Regions from separate parts of the Sus scrofa genome. Here region 1 is linked to region 2. Evidence: chromatin contacts called from public promoter capture Hi-C data. All regions are on one chromosome and are shown on one strand. The core of a region is the stretch at or near the end of the contact, and the rest is flanking DNA. Distances in the headings are between cores, read along the strand shown. Region 1 holds the start of NCL (nucleolin). Region 2 holds the start of PSMD1 (26S proteasome non-ATPase regulatory subunit 1).

Evidence for each region. Promoter capture Hi-C pulls out the DNA fragments that hold promoters and counts their contacts.
Region 1: a promoter capture Hi-C map of fetal liver shows a contact between it and region 2, with 2.2 times the contacts expected there. The contact joins the promoter of NCL here to the promoter of PSMD1 in region 2. A contact is called at or near these places in 2 of 5 promoter capture datasets (fetal liver and fetal skeletal muscle), 1 of 47 Hi-C or Micro-C datasets (fetal skeletal muscle) and 1 of 2 datasets of contacts at active chromatin or transcription factors (alveolar macrophages).

The regions. Positions count from the first base shown.
Region 1 is chr15:132,171,428-132,177,537 of Sscrofa11.1, reverse strand. NCL (nucleolin) reads left to right here and starts at 3,324. Exons shown (of 14, transcript XM_021074959.1): 1 at 3,324-3,524; 2 at 4,777-4,893. The coding sequence starts at 3,507.
Region 2 is chr15:131,804,559-131,810,082 of Sscrofa11.1, reverse strand. PSMD1 (26S proteasome non-ATPase regulatory subunit 1) reads right to left here and starts at 2,489. Exons shown (of 25, transcript XM_001925902.7): 1 at 2,303-2,489. The coding sequence starts at 2,318. It also overlaps the pseudogene LOC110257098.

The DNA of each region.
Region 1 (6,110 bases), core at 2,075-4,574, 370 kb before region 2:
TGAGCAAGGGCAGGGACCGAACCCGCAACCTCATGGTTCCTAGTCGGATTCGTTAACCACTGCGCCACGACGGGAACTCCTCCAGTATCTCTTAATACAGAATCCAGGAGGCCTTCTCAGGCCTCATCTTATTTGACTTTTTTGTAGCATTGGACACCCACCGTTCTTTCTTCCCTGGGCTTACCAAACTCCCTTTTTCTAGCTCTCCTTCTGCCTCTGGGCCTTCTCTCACCCTAGATGTTTCCCATCACTGGGCCTGGGCCTGCCCAGCCCTTCTCCTCTCCTCACTCTGGCTTCTCTTCTAGGCTGGTCCCTCACACCACCTGTGTCTGCAGTCATGTGACCACCTCCGCAGAATCAACTGCATAAGTGATAGGTATTCCTTGTGCACTCAGTATGTCCGAAACTGAACTCCCCCAAACCTGCAGCCCTGCTGGTGTCACTCCACTTGCATATACACACTCAGATACGGAAAATAAACGAACCTTTCTCCTTCTCTACTCACCAAGTCTGTCAATAGTAACAATAGCTAATGTTAACTGAGAACTTATTACACATCTAAATACTCATAACAACCCCCAAGTTAGGTATTGTTATCCCCATTTATGAAGAAACTGGGATGACAGAGCAGGGTCTCAATTTAAAACCTAGTTCCAGGCGTTCCCCTTGTGGCTCAACAGAAACAAACCTAACTCGCATCCATGAGGACGCAGGTTCGATCCCTGGCTTGGCTCAGTGAGGTAAGGATCTGGTGTTGCTGTAAGCTGAAGTGTAGGTCACAGATGCGGCTTGCATCTGGTGTTGCTGTGGCTGTGGTATAGGCCAGCAGCTACAGCTCCTATTCTACCCCTGGCCTGGGAACCTCCATATGCCACAGGTGCAGCCCTAAAAAGACAAAATAAGTAAGTAAATAAAAATCCTAGTTCTTAGCTATGTGACCCTGAACAAGTTCATTTACCTCTCTATGCCCCAATTTCTGTAAAACAGTGGTACTTTTTTTCTAAGAGTAAATTAATTTGCATATGTATATAAGATACACAGATACATGCCCATAAAACTAGAATAGTGCTTGGAACTTCGTAAGCATTATATAAGTAATAGCTGTTACTATTTTTCTATCCCAGACTGACTCCAGCGCAAGGCACTGGAACACTAAGCCATAATGGCTTTCTCCACTGTTCCTTTTACCTAAATAGTTCCTTCCTTCCACAAATAATTTTCACCACTATGTCAGGCAATGTTTAAGGCGCCAGGAATACAGCAGAGAACAAAGTCTGTGTTCTCCTGGCTGGAGAAGGAGCAAACAGACAATAAACAGCCAAGAAAAATGCCAGGTAGTGGTAGGTATCTCCAGAGGATTCAGTGATATAATAGGGAGCTTCTGGGTGGCACTTTTTCTTTTTTTTTTTGGCATGAGGAAATTCCCAGGCCAGGGACTGAACCCTGGCCTCGGCAGTGACCCTCACCAGAGCAGGGGCAACACCAGATCCTTAAATGCTAGGTGGGGGGCACTTCTCACTGTAGAGTTGGGAAAGGCCTCTTCAGAGGTGGTATAAACTGAGATCTGAATGCCAAGCCAGCCATGCCACTATTTCTGTAACTCATCCCTGTCACTTGACCATGCCCACTGCTTATCTCTCCAGCCTCTTTCCAAGCGTGTGCTAAGCTTGCCCTGTGCCACATGGCTTGTAAACACTACAGTCATGGGGTTCCAGTTGTGTCTCAGTGGTACTGAACCCAACTAGTATCCATGAGAACTCGGGTTCGATCCCTGGCTCTGCTCAGTGGGTTCAAGGATCCAGCATTGCTGTGAGCTGTGGTGTAGGGCACTGATGCGGCTCTGACCCTGAGTTGCTCCAATTTGATCCCTAGACCTCGAACTTCCACATGCAAAGGTTGTGGCCCTAAAAAGACAACAAAAGAAAAACAACCACTGGGCTCTTACTGCATTTCGCCATGCTTTGGCTTATGCAGTTCTTTCTGTGCCCCCATCCGAGTTCAAAATCAGAAAACCTTTCTCACAGATCACGAGAAAGAAGGGTGCAGACCATAGAACTGGCCCCAGCCTCTTTGCTGATCAGAGAGCCCCAGTGGGTATCTGTGGGCTTCCTTTTCATTTAGTCTCAGGAGAGTTCTAGTAAGAATTGCAAAATAACTTGATTGCTCACAAGAATCCCCACAGGCCCTTGTTAAAATACAAAATCCTGGGCCCAATCCCAGACCTCTTTAATTAGAAACTCCAGAGGTGGTTCTGAACACTAGCTCAGTTGGGGAAATATCATCATAGCTGAAAGTATCCCAGTTTTGTTAACAGTTAGGTACCAGACGCCCAGGACGGAATCATCCTACCTGCACGGGCTCTAAACCAACGAGAGTGCTCTGGTTTTAAGTTTGACACTAAGTTTTGCCACAATGACCCATCTGAATAAATGGCAAAAGCACAACGCAAAGGCAATCTTCCGTGCCTTCGCCAGGGTACCTTCCTTTGACTGTTTTGTCAGACTCCTGGACCATCTGCTGACACTATCGTAGCAGCCACCATTTTTTAATAGGTGCTTTAGTCCAAATAACAAAGAAGAAACTTTTGAGTGGCTAAAGGCCCTGCTCTGCGGTTGGCTTGACCAACAACTTCTCCCCACCCTATCCCGGTGACCACTGAGGTGCTCCCTGTAGAGAAAACTATCTAGTGCAAGGTTTCTTGAAATTGAATACTGTTTTCTCGCTGCTTACAGCAAACTCCAGCGGCAGCTTCAGGCACGTGGTCTGGCTGGGAGTCCCTTTGGAGGCAGTCTCAAGCACACAGGGGCTTTCTAGCTCCTGGTTCGTTAGCGTGCGGGACGAAGGTGGGCCCTTAACGTGGGTGGACCCTAAATTTCCGGGGGGCTCATCAGCGGATAAAAGGAGCAAATTCTTATCGAAGAGTGCGGACCGGGGCCGCGCATGAGGCCTCCCAGGAAGCGCAAGACCTCTCTAGTAGAGAGGGTCCCAGACAAGTTCGGAAACCCGAGGCCATCCATATTCAACGCCCCGAGTTCGGGGAACAAGCGGCGCCAAAAATGTCCGTCCCACGGCGCAAGCGCCGAGAGCGCGGGCAGTGGATGGGCACTCCGGGAACCGCGCGCCCACGGTCCAATCAGCGCTGCCCTTGCACAAAGCGGGTCCCGCCCCCAGGGCGCCGCCACGAATCCCCTCCCCCTTCTCTGGCCTCCTTGGCCCGCCCACTCCCGCCCGCGCCCCGCCCCGCGCCGTTCTCGGGTAGAGGATCGCGATTGGCTTGTGGGAGGAGCGCGAACTCTGGTTGGTCGAAGCGGAGTCACGAGGTGCCGTCGTCGCCTTTCCAGAGGCGATTACTGGGCAGGCTCAGTCTTTCGTCTCAGTCTCGAGCTCTAGCTGGCAGCTAAGCGTACGCGCTCTGGGATCTTCAGTTCTAGTGGCCGCCATCGAGGTTGCTTGGGTTCCTCTGGGCTCACCTGCGCCACTCGCCAGCTACACACTCCGCCGCCATCATGGTAAAGCTCGCAAAGGTAAGAGGTTTTGTCGGTGCGAGCACGGACATTGAGGCCTGTTTTCCGAGGAGAGCGCGCGCGCGCGGCGCCGCCAGGAGGGCCTGCGCGCCGTCCCGGGCGCGTTCGAGGGCGCCATGCTGCGGGAAGTCTCGCGCGATTAGCTGGGAGGTCTCGCGGCTCTTGGCTGCTTGATGGCGAGGTGAAGAGCTTCAGCAGGTGTCGCGAATGGTGGATATGGCGGGGTGGGACTTAGGGGTTGAGAACGGGGAGGGGGCTCTGGGCCTCGGAGTGAACGGATGAGGGCAAACTCCTGCGACGGGCCGGAGCAGCGCCCCGCCTCCGGACGCACGTGTCCCCATGCGCGGCCCGCCACGTGGGCCTCGCCGCTTGGGTCCCGGTGCCTGCGGAGGGGACTGGACCCTCGGGCGGGGAGCGGCGGCCCATGGGGTCTTGGCTCAGACCGGGCGGGCGGACTCTAGGTGGTCTCCAGGAAGGAGGCCCTGCCGCGTGCTTTTTGCGCCAACCTGTGCGCCCATGGTGGCCTGCAAGTTACTCCACGTGGTCCTGCGGGGGCTGAAAGGGGCGGGGTTGATACCTCGGGGAAAGACTTAGTGGAAGATTAAAGGTTAAGATGTGAATTGTTTAAATTTTTTTTTTTTTTTTACTTTTTTGCCGCATCGGTAGCATACAGAACTTTCCTGGGCCAGGGATTGAACCCGCACCACAGCAGTGACTTGAGCCACAGCAGTGACAATGCCAGATCCTTGACCCGCTGAGCCACCCGGAAACTCTGTGCAAATTCTTTTTTAAAGGCTGCCTTAATTTAAATCCAGATGAGGGGGGTGGAATTAAGTGCCACACTTTAACCCCAAGGATTTTTTTTTTTTTAAGGTATTTTCTCCTGGCTGAAGGGCTATTCATACTTGCGGTTACAGAGGTCTGATTGTAGGCTATATGAAAAATTTTTTGGCCGTTATTCAAGGATCTGGGGGTATAGTTATAAAACGGGTGCGCTTAGGGAAGGCAGCAGGGAGAGGGAGAGTGTTTCCTTGACTTTTTACCTAAGGTTGGTATTTGTAGAACCTGACAGGAAATATGCGGGGAGTTTAGAATTTGTCTACTAATATTAACATTGATATCAAGAATAGTTTTTGTGTTAATTGTATTTAAGTATGAAAAGGGGGTTTTAAGCAAGATGACTGCCATTTTACTATGAAGAATGGTCAGAAATGTGGAAGGTGTAACGCACTTATGTTTGTGTCTGTTTTAGGCCGGTAAAAATCAAGGCGACCCCAAGAAAATGGCTCCTCCCCCAAAGGAGGTAGAAGAAGACAGTGAAGATGAAGAAATGTCAGACGATGAGGAGGATGATAGCAGCGGAGAAGAGGTACTCAGTGCCGAGTTGTCTTAAACTATAAAATGGAGGATGGGAGGAGTTGGTGTTGAATATCTGAAAATACTGGCAAGTCTCGGGTTATATTCATAACGTGTACTGTTGTAAAGGTTGAGTGTTTCCCAAACTTTTTATTGACCTGTCAGGATACCATAAGGCAAAGTATTGGAAAGAACTTGAGAGAGAAAAGGCCTGGAGTTTTCATGTGCCTCCTGTAGGATTTGGTGTGATTATATTGGATTAAGTCATTGCAGGTTTCCAGTTTCAACATGTTAGCCATATATACCAGATGGAGAAACAGCCCAGACAGTTAACTGTCCCTCAAATGCCAGCTCTGAGCATTATATACAGGTCTGAGGTTAGCGTTACCAGATTTCTCTCTTAGCCCCCCGCCAAGTAGGATTAATTGGTCTCTGTTATCCTATATGGGCTTGGTAGTACTAATCACCGTTAAATTAGCGTGTGGATTTAGGGTCACCACCTTGTATTTGGTTAACATTGACTGTTTATCACTCCTAGCTACTGTAAAGGCAACTAAACTAATTGCTATATTGCTCATATTTCTAATTTAGAACTTAGTAAAGATTTTATCTAGACACACATAACCTGATAAAACCTATATAGTCCACAAAAAGTGGTTTGGAGTGTGACTTACATATAGATAAATGATGATTTTTTTTTACCAAGCTAATATGCTTTCTTTGGTTTGTATTAAATTTTTGAGGCATGACTGCAGCTTGATTATTTGGTGTTCGTTTTCTCTTTTGGTCCTAAGAATATGGGTTGAGTGAACTTTTATCTCCATCCACAATGAGAGCCCCAAATGATTTAATAACGCCTAACAGGTAGTCCATTGTCTGTGTGAGGTATTTGGTTACATGTGTCAGCTTGAAATCCTTAAAGGAGTGTGTAAAGTTGAGTTATTTTCAAATACAAAGACTCTTGAGGCATAAAATGAAGATGTAAAACCTTTGCTAAAACCACTCTGGCATGTGGCATCCAGACAGTCTGTTTTCAGAGTCCCTGTCAGGGACTGCTCTAAGCTGAGGACTGTGACTTCAGCTGTACAGAGGATGTGTTCTGTGCCCTTACAGTTTAATGTGCTGTCATCTAATGCATGTCTTGAACTAGAGGCAGGGTTACAATCAAGCATTCAGTTATGGACCAAGGCTCTCTGAGTTTGGAAACAGGCTTATGCTTGTTTTTATTTA
Region 2 (5,524 bases), core at 1,240-3,739:
GTTTAGTACCTGGGACCTATCCTAAGCCACAGTGAACCAACCAAAAGACAGGAAACCAGATAATAAAAGGTTTGGAGCAGAAGCTGATAAGTAATTCAATCCAGTAAATATGACAAATGAGATTAACCAACACACACCATACTATCATCAGAGTCTCAGAGGAGGACCTCAAAAATTATTTGGTTTACATTCTATTGTATCCCCACCAAATGCTTTTTTAGTCTCTACTTTAAAAACTCTAGGGACTGATTTATTGATTTGATTAGTTGACTGATTTCTTCATTCAGGATACACTTTTGGGAAACTAATCTGACTAACATCCATGAGGACGCGGCTTCAATCCCTAGCCTCTACCAGTGGGTTAAGGATACGGCATTGAGGTGAGCTGTGGTGTTAAGTTGAAGACACGGCTTGGATCCTGAGTTGCTGTGGCTGTGGTGCAGGCCAGCGGCTACAGCTCCGATTAGACCCCTAGTCTGGGAACCTCCATATGCTGCAAATGTTGCCCTAAAAAGACAAAAAGAAAAGAAGAAAAAAGAAAAGATATACCTTTGAACTTCTGCCATCTGCTCAGCAGTGTTCTAAGAATTATGAAAATGACAAGTTTCCCACCCAAAATTCTACACAGAGAGAAAGACAGTAATCAGACAAGTAAACGAAGTAATTACAGGGCTTGTAATGAAGGGAGGGGACAGTTGAGGGTGAAAGAAGCAGCATGTTTTAACAGAATGATCAGAAAAGAAAGACTAACACTTGTGCTGAAACCAGTGATTGGGAAACTAAGAGAAAACTTGAAAAGGAGTCTAAAAAGTGCAGGAGGAATGGGCAAGGGTCCTGAAGTGGGACAGAAACTGACTTAAGGAAGAGAAAGGCCAGTATGACCAGAGCACAGGGAGGAAAAGAGCAGTACAAGACAAGGTAGGAATCAGATCATGTAAGTTTTCAGTTAACAATCTGGATATTTTATTATAAGCACAATGAAAAGCACTGAAGAACTGTAAAGGATATTATGTGATCAAGGTTTTAAAAAGAATACTCAAGAAGAATGGACTGTATAGAGGTAATGGTGGAAAACAAAATCTCCAGGCTGTCAAAGCGACCCAGGCAAGAGATGAAGGCGGGAGGGGCTAAGATGATGAATCTGAAAAACAATGAGGCCTCCATTTACAGGTGGCAGGAAATTTAGTGCTTATTTTATCTTTAGAGAGCTCTGATGGGGAAAAGCCTTTCCCAATGTTGTACTACAATTCATCTCCCAATCATATGTACCCCTTGGGGGAAAAAGTCTACTTCCATGTACAAGTGACAGCTCCTCAGGTCTTTAAAAGTAACGATCCTGTCTCCCACTGTTGCCACCAACTTTTTTAAGCAAGCCTTATAAACACATGGTTAACTGCCGTCTGACTAGTTTGTTTACAACAAAACACTTGTGGGACATGAAGACAGCAAATCAGGACCAGAAAAGCGCATGTGAGCAAGAGAGGAAAAAGGCCCCAGAGGCTGTGGACAGCTACGTGCAAAGCGATCCCTAGTGGGGGCTCACACTTCACCCCAAACTTGACCCCTGTAACATCCCATTGCAAACGTCATTCCACGAATCTACCCACACAATGGTTGAGTGTAGGGCACCTGCTCCGCCCGCCCAGGAGCTCTTTCTTCGTCCAAGCAGAACATTCACTGATCATGGAGCCTCAAAACCAGAGGCTGATTCTCAGTATAATAACCGTCTTCAGGATGCGGTCCTCAACGAACACAAAAGTTCCCTAAGTGCTTTAACTAAATATCCTTGGAACAGACCTGGAAATGACCCGTCTCACACCTGACTTAATTTAGATTTCACTCTAAGGAGAACGGAGCTGGGTCAGACCGGGAAGCACTTAGGTAGCCAGAGGCTACCTTACTGTCCCGCAAAGGGGGCCCACCCCATCCTAACCACCTGTAAGGAAGGGCTGGCATCGGACGGCCCCGCACGGCCAACCTCGGGAGGGATGGAGTTTAGGAAAAACCCGTCAGGGTGGGAGAAGGGTCCAGGGCGCCCCTCGGGTCCGAGCACGGGGGTGTGGCTGCGGAGGAGGGATGACGAGGCGGTCAACCCAGCGCGAGTCCCCCGAACCGGACGAGGTCCCGGGGCCCACAGAGAGGCCGGGCCACACTGCCAGCCCCCGGCCCGGGGGTGGGCCTCGGGCGGCGGGCGGCCGCGCGGCCGGCGCTCCGCCGGGAGGTGCCCAGTCACCGGCCCTGACTCAGCTAAAAGCCGGCGTGGCGCCTCCTTCCTTTCGGCGCCGGCTGCGGCCGCACTCACCGGCTGAGGTGATCATGGCTGCGCCCCGCACTCGCCCGCCCGCTCGCTCGCTCGCCGCCCCGGCCGCGCCGTGTATATGTCAGCTCAGGACCCGCTCGCTCCGCCGCGTCTCCTGGCTGCCCCGGTGCCCCGCTCAGTCAGTCACCTCCTCAGGCCGCCGGCTCGCTTCTCACCCAGGACCCCGCCCGCCCCGGGGCTGCCCTCTGTCCCGCCTGCCGCCCGGCGCCGACTCTCCCCCGGCCTGTGTCTTCCGTGCCGCCACCGCCGCCCAGCGGAAGAATGCACGGAGAGCTCCGTGGTCTTCTCCAACCCTCCTCGGGGCCAGCGGCCCCGCGGGGGTGGGAACACCCGTCCGCACTTGGGGTCAGGCTCCAGAATAGCCACCCCTAGAAAAAGGACCCCACCATCACCCGCCATTGCTGAGAAAAAAAGGTGTTGAGGGGAGGTGCTTGCGGTGTTCGCAGCGCCACCTGCTGCTTGGGAAGTCTCCTTGCAGCGCCCCCGTGCCAGAGCCAAACCTTTGGTCCGGGTCCGGGCCGGGGCGGGTTCGTGATTGAGCAAAGAGCGTTTTCCTACAACAATGATTTTTCAATTTTTTTAAAAAAAAGCAGAGCCCAGCTTCAGAAGAATCCTCACAGAAATACTTTACTATCATATCATAATGCATCCCTAAGTAATCACTGGTTTATGATAAAGTTGAACAGTGGCTTTTACTTACATTTGAAAGAATACCGCACATGGCTTAAAAATCAGAAGTATAAAAAGATATACAGTGAAAAGTGTTCAAAGAAAAAAAAGTTTTCTTTTTTTTTTTTTTTTTTTTTTTTTTTTTTTTTTTTTTTTGTCTTTTTTGTTGTTGTTGTTGTTGCGATTTCTTGGGCCGCTCCCGCGGCATATGGAGGTTCCCAGACTAGGGGTCGAATTGGAGCTGTAGCCACCAGCCTACGCCAGAGCCACAGCAACGCAGGATCCGAGCCGCGTCTGCAACCTACACCACAGCTCACAGCAACGCCGGATCATTAACCCACTGAGCAAGGGCAGGGACCGAACCCGCAACCTCATGGTTCCTAGTCGGATTCGTTAACCACTGCGCCACGACGGGAACTCCGAAAAAAAAGTTTTCTTGTCTTCCATCTGCTCAGTTCCTCTCTCCCTCCACAGCAACAGGTTCCTGTTTTTTTTTATTACATCTAATGTGAAATGGCAGTTGTGATCGCCATCTGCACACTTCTAACAGCTTCAATACACAATTTACTTCAGTAGTTCGGAGTAGTCTTGACAAAGATTAGCGACAAATGGTGGCTTTTTTTTCTTTTTTTTTTTTTTTTTTTTTTTTTTTTTTGCCATTTCTTGGGCCGCTCCTGCAGCATATGGAGGTTCCCAGGCTAAGGGTCTAATCAGAGCTGTAGCCGCCAGCCTACAACTCAGGATCCAAGCCACAGCTCATGGCAACACCAGATCCTTAACCCACTGAGCAAGGCCAGGGATCGAACCCACAACCTCATGGTTCCTAGTCGGATTCGTTAACCACTGAGCCACGCCAGGAACTCCCAAATGGTGGCATTTTTAAGCCACTAGACTTGTACTCTCAAGCTACCGTTCAATTGAATAGTGATTATTAAACCTTATTTCTGGGGCCTTCTCAAAACAATGTAACCTAGTGACACAAGCCAATGATTTGCTGTTGAAATAAAACGTGGTTGATAATCCATGTGAGTTTATGTATGAATTTTTTTTTAATGGTGGCAGGTGGTTTCTTAAGCTGTACAGGCACTGGGGCTTGCCCGTGGTGCTCTTAATGTGCAAAGCCTGGACATGCTGCCAGTTTTTCTTGAGCAATGACACCAGGACGTTGACAGCTCAGTGGAGGCTGTACACAAGCTCACCCTCTGTCATCTTCACGCGGCCAACAGCCACTGCCAGACACAGCACTTTCTTCATCTGGAACTGGATCGTGGACTCCACTTCATCAACTTTGGCCACTGTATTCTCATTGTAGGTCAGCAAGGAAGGGAACTTGCCAGACTTATTCAGCCGTGAGCCTAGGATCTGTGGGATCTGCTTGATCGGAGACTCTGAAGCCCAAAAGGCATTGTGCTTCTTTTTTTTTTTTTTTTTTTTTTTTTTCCTTTGTCTTTTTGTCTTTTCTAGGGCCGCTCCCACGGCATATGGAGGCTCCCAGGCTAGGGGTCGAATCGGAGCTGTAGCCACTGGCCTATGCCAGAGCCACAGCAACACGAGATCCCAGCTGCATCTGCAACCTACACCACAGCTCACTGCAACGCCAGATCCTTAACCCACTGAGCAAGGCCAGGGATGGAACCCGCAACCTCATGGTTCCTAGTCGGACTCGTTAACCACTGCGCCACAACGGGAACTCCAAGGCGCTGTACTTCTCGGCCAGCTTCTTCACCAGTTTCTTATTCTTGTTGAGTTTCTTCAGTGCCTCAGTGTCCGTGTGTGGGAATTCCACAGCCTTGGCCTCATCACAATGTGGCTGGTCTCCCAGAACACACATGGAGAACTTGGGGCAAAGAGTAGACTTAAGCCTGGCAGTGCTCGAGAAGCATTTGTCTTTCTGAGGGTCCAGTTCTCCAGACTGATGGGAAGCTCCACTGTCCCCCAAAACATCCAGTCCTTGTGCTTGTTCCCGTGTAGGACCTCTGCACTGCCTCCTAGAGGGTGTCTCTGGAGACTTTGCTGCTCATGGTGCCTGGTTCAGTGATAACTTGAAAAGAGAAAAACATTTCTTTATTTCATTTATTTAGTTTTTTTCTTTTTAGGGCCGCCCCCACAGCCTGTAGAAGTTCCTGGGCTAGGAGTCAAGTTGGAGCTACAGCTGCCAGCCTACACCACAGCCACAGCTGTGCCAGATCTGAGCCACGTCTGTGATCTACATCACAGCTCATGGCAACGCCGGATCGTTAACCCACTGAGTGAGGCCAGGGATCAAACCCGCATCCTCATGGACACTAGTCAGGTTCCTAACCCTCTGAGCCACAACAAGAACACCTATGGGTGAATTTTTAAAAAATGAGCCCCCCCCAAAAAAAAAAAAAAAAAAAAAAAGGAGTTCCCGTTGTGGCGCAGTGGTTAACGAATCCGACTAGGAACCATGAGGCTGTGGGTTCGGTCCCTGCCCTTGCTCAGTGGGTTAACGATCCGGCATTGCCGTGGGCTGTGGTGTAGGTTGCAGACGCGGCTCGGATCCCGCGTTGCTGT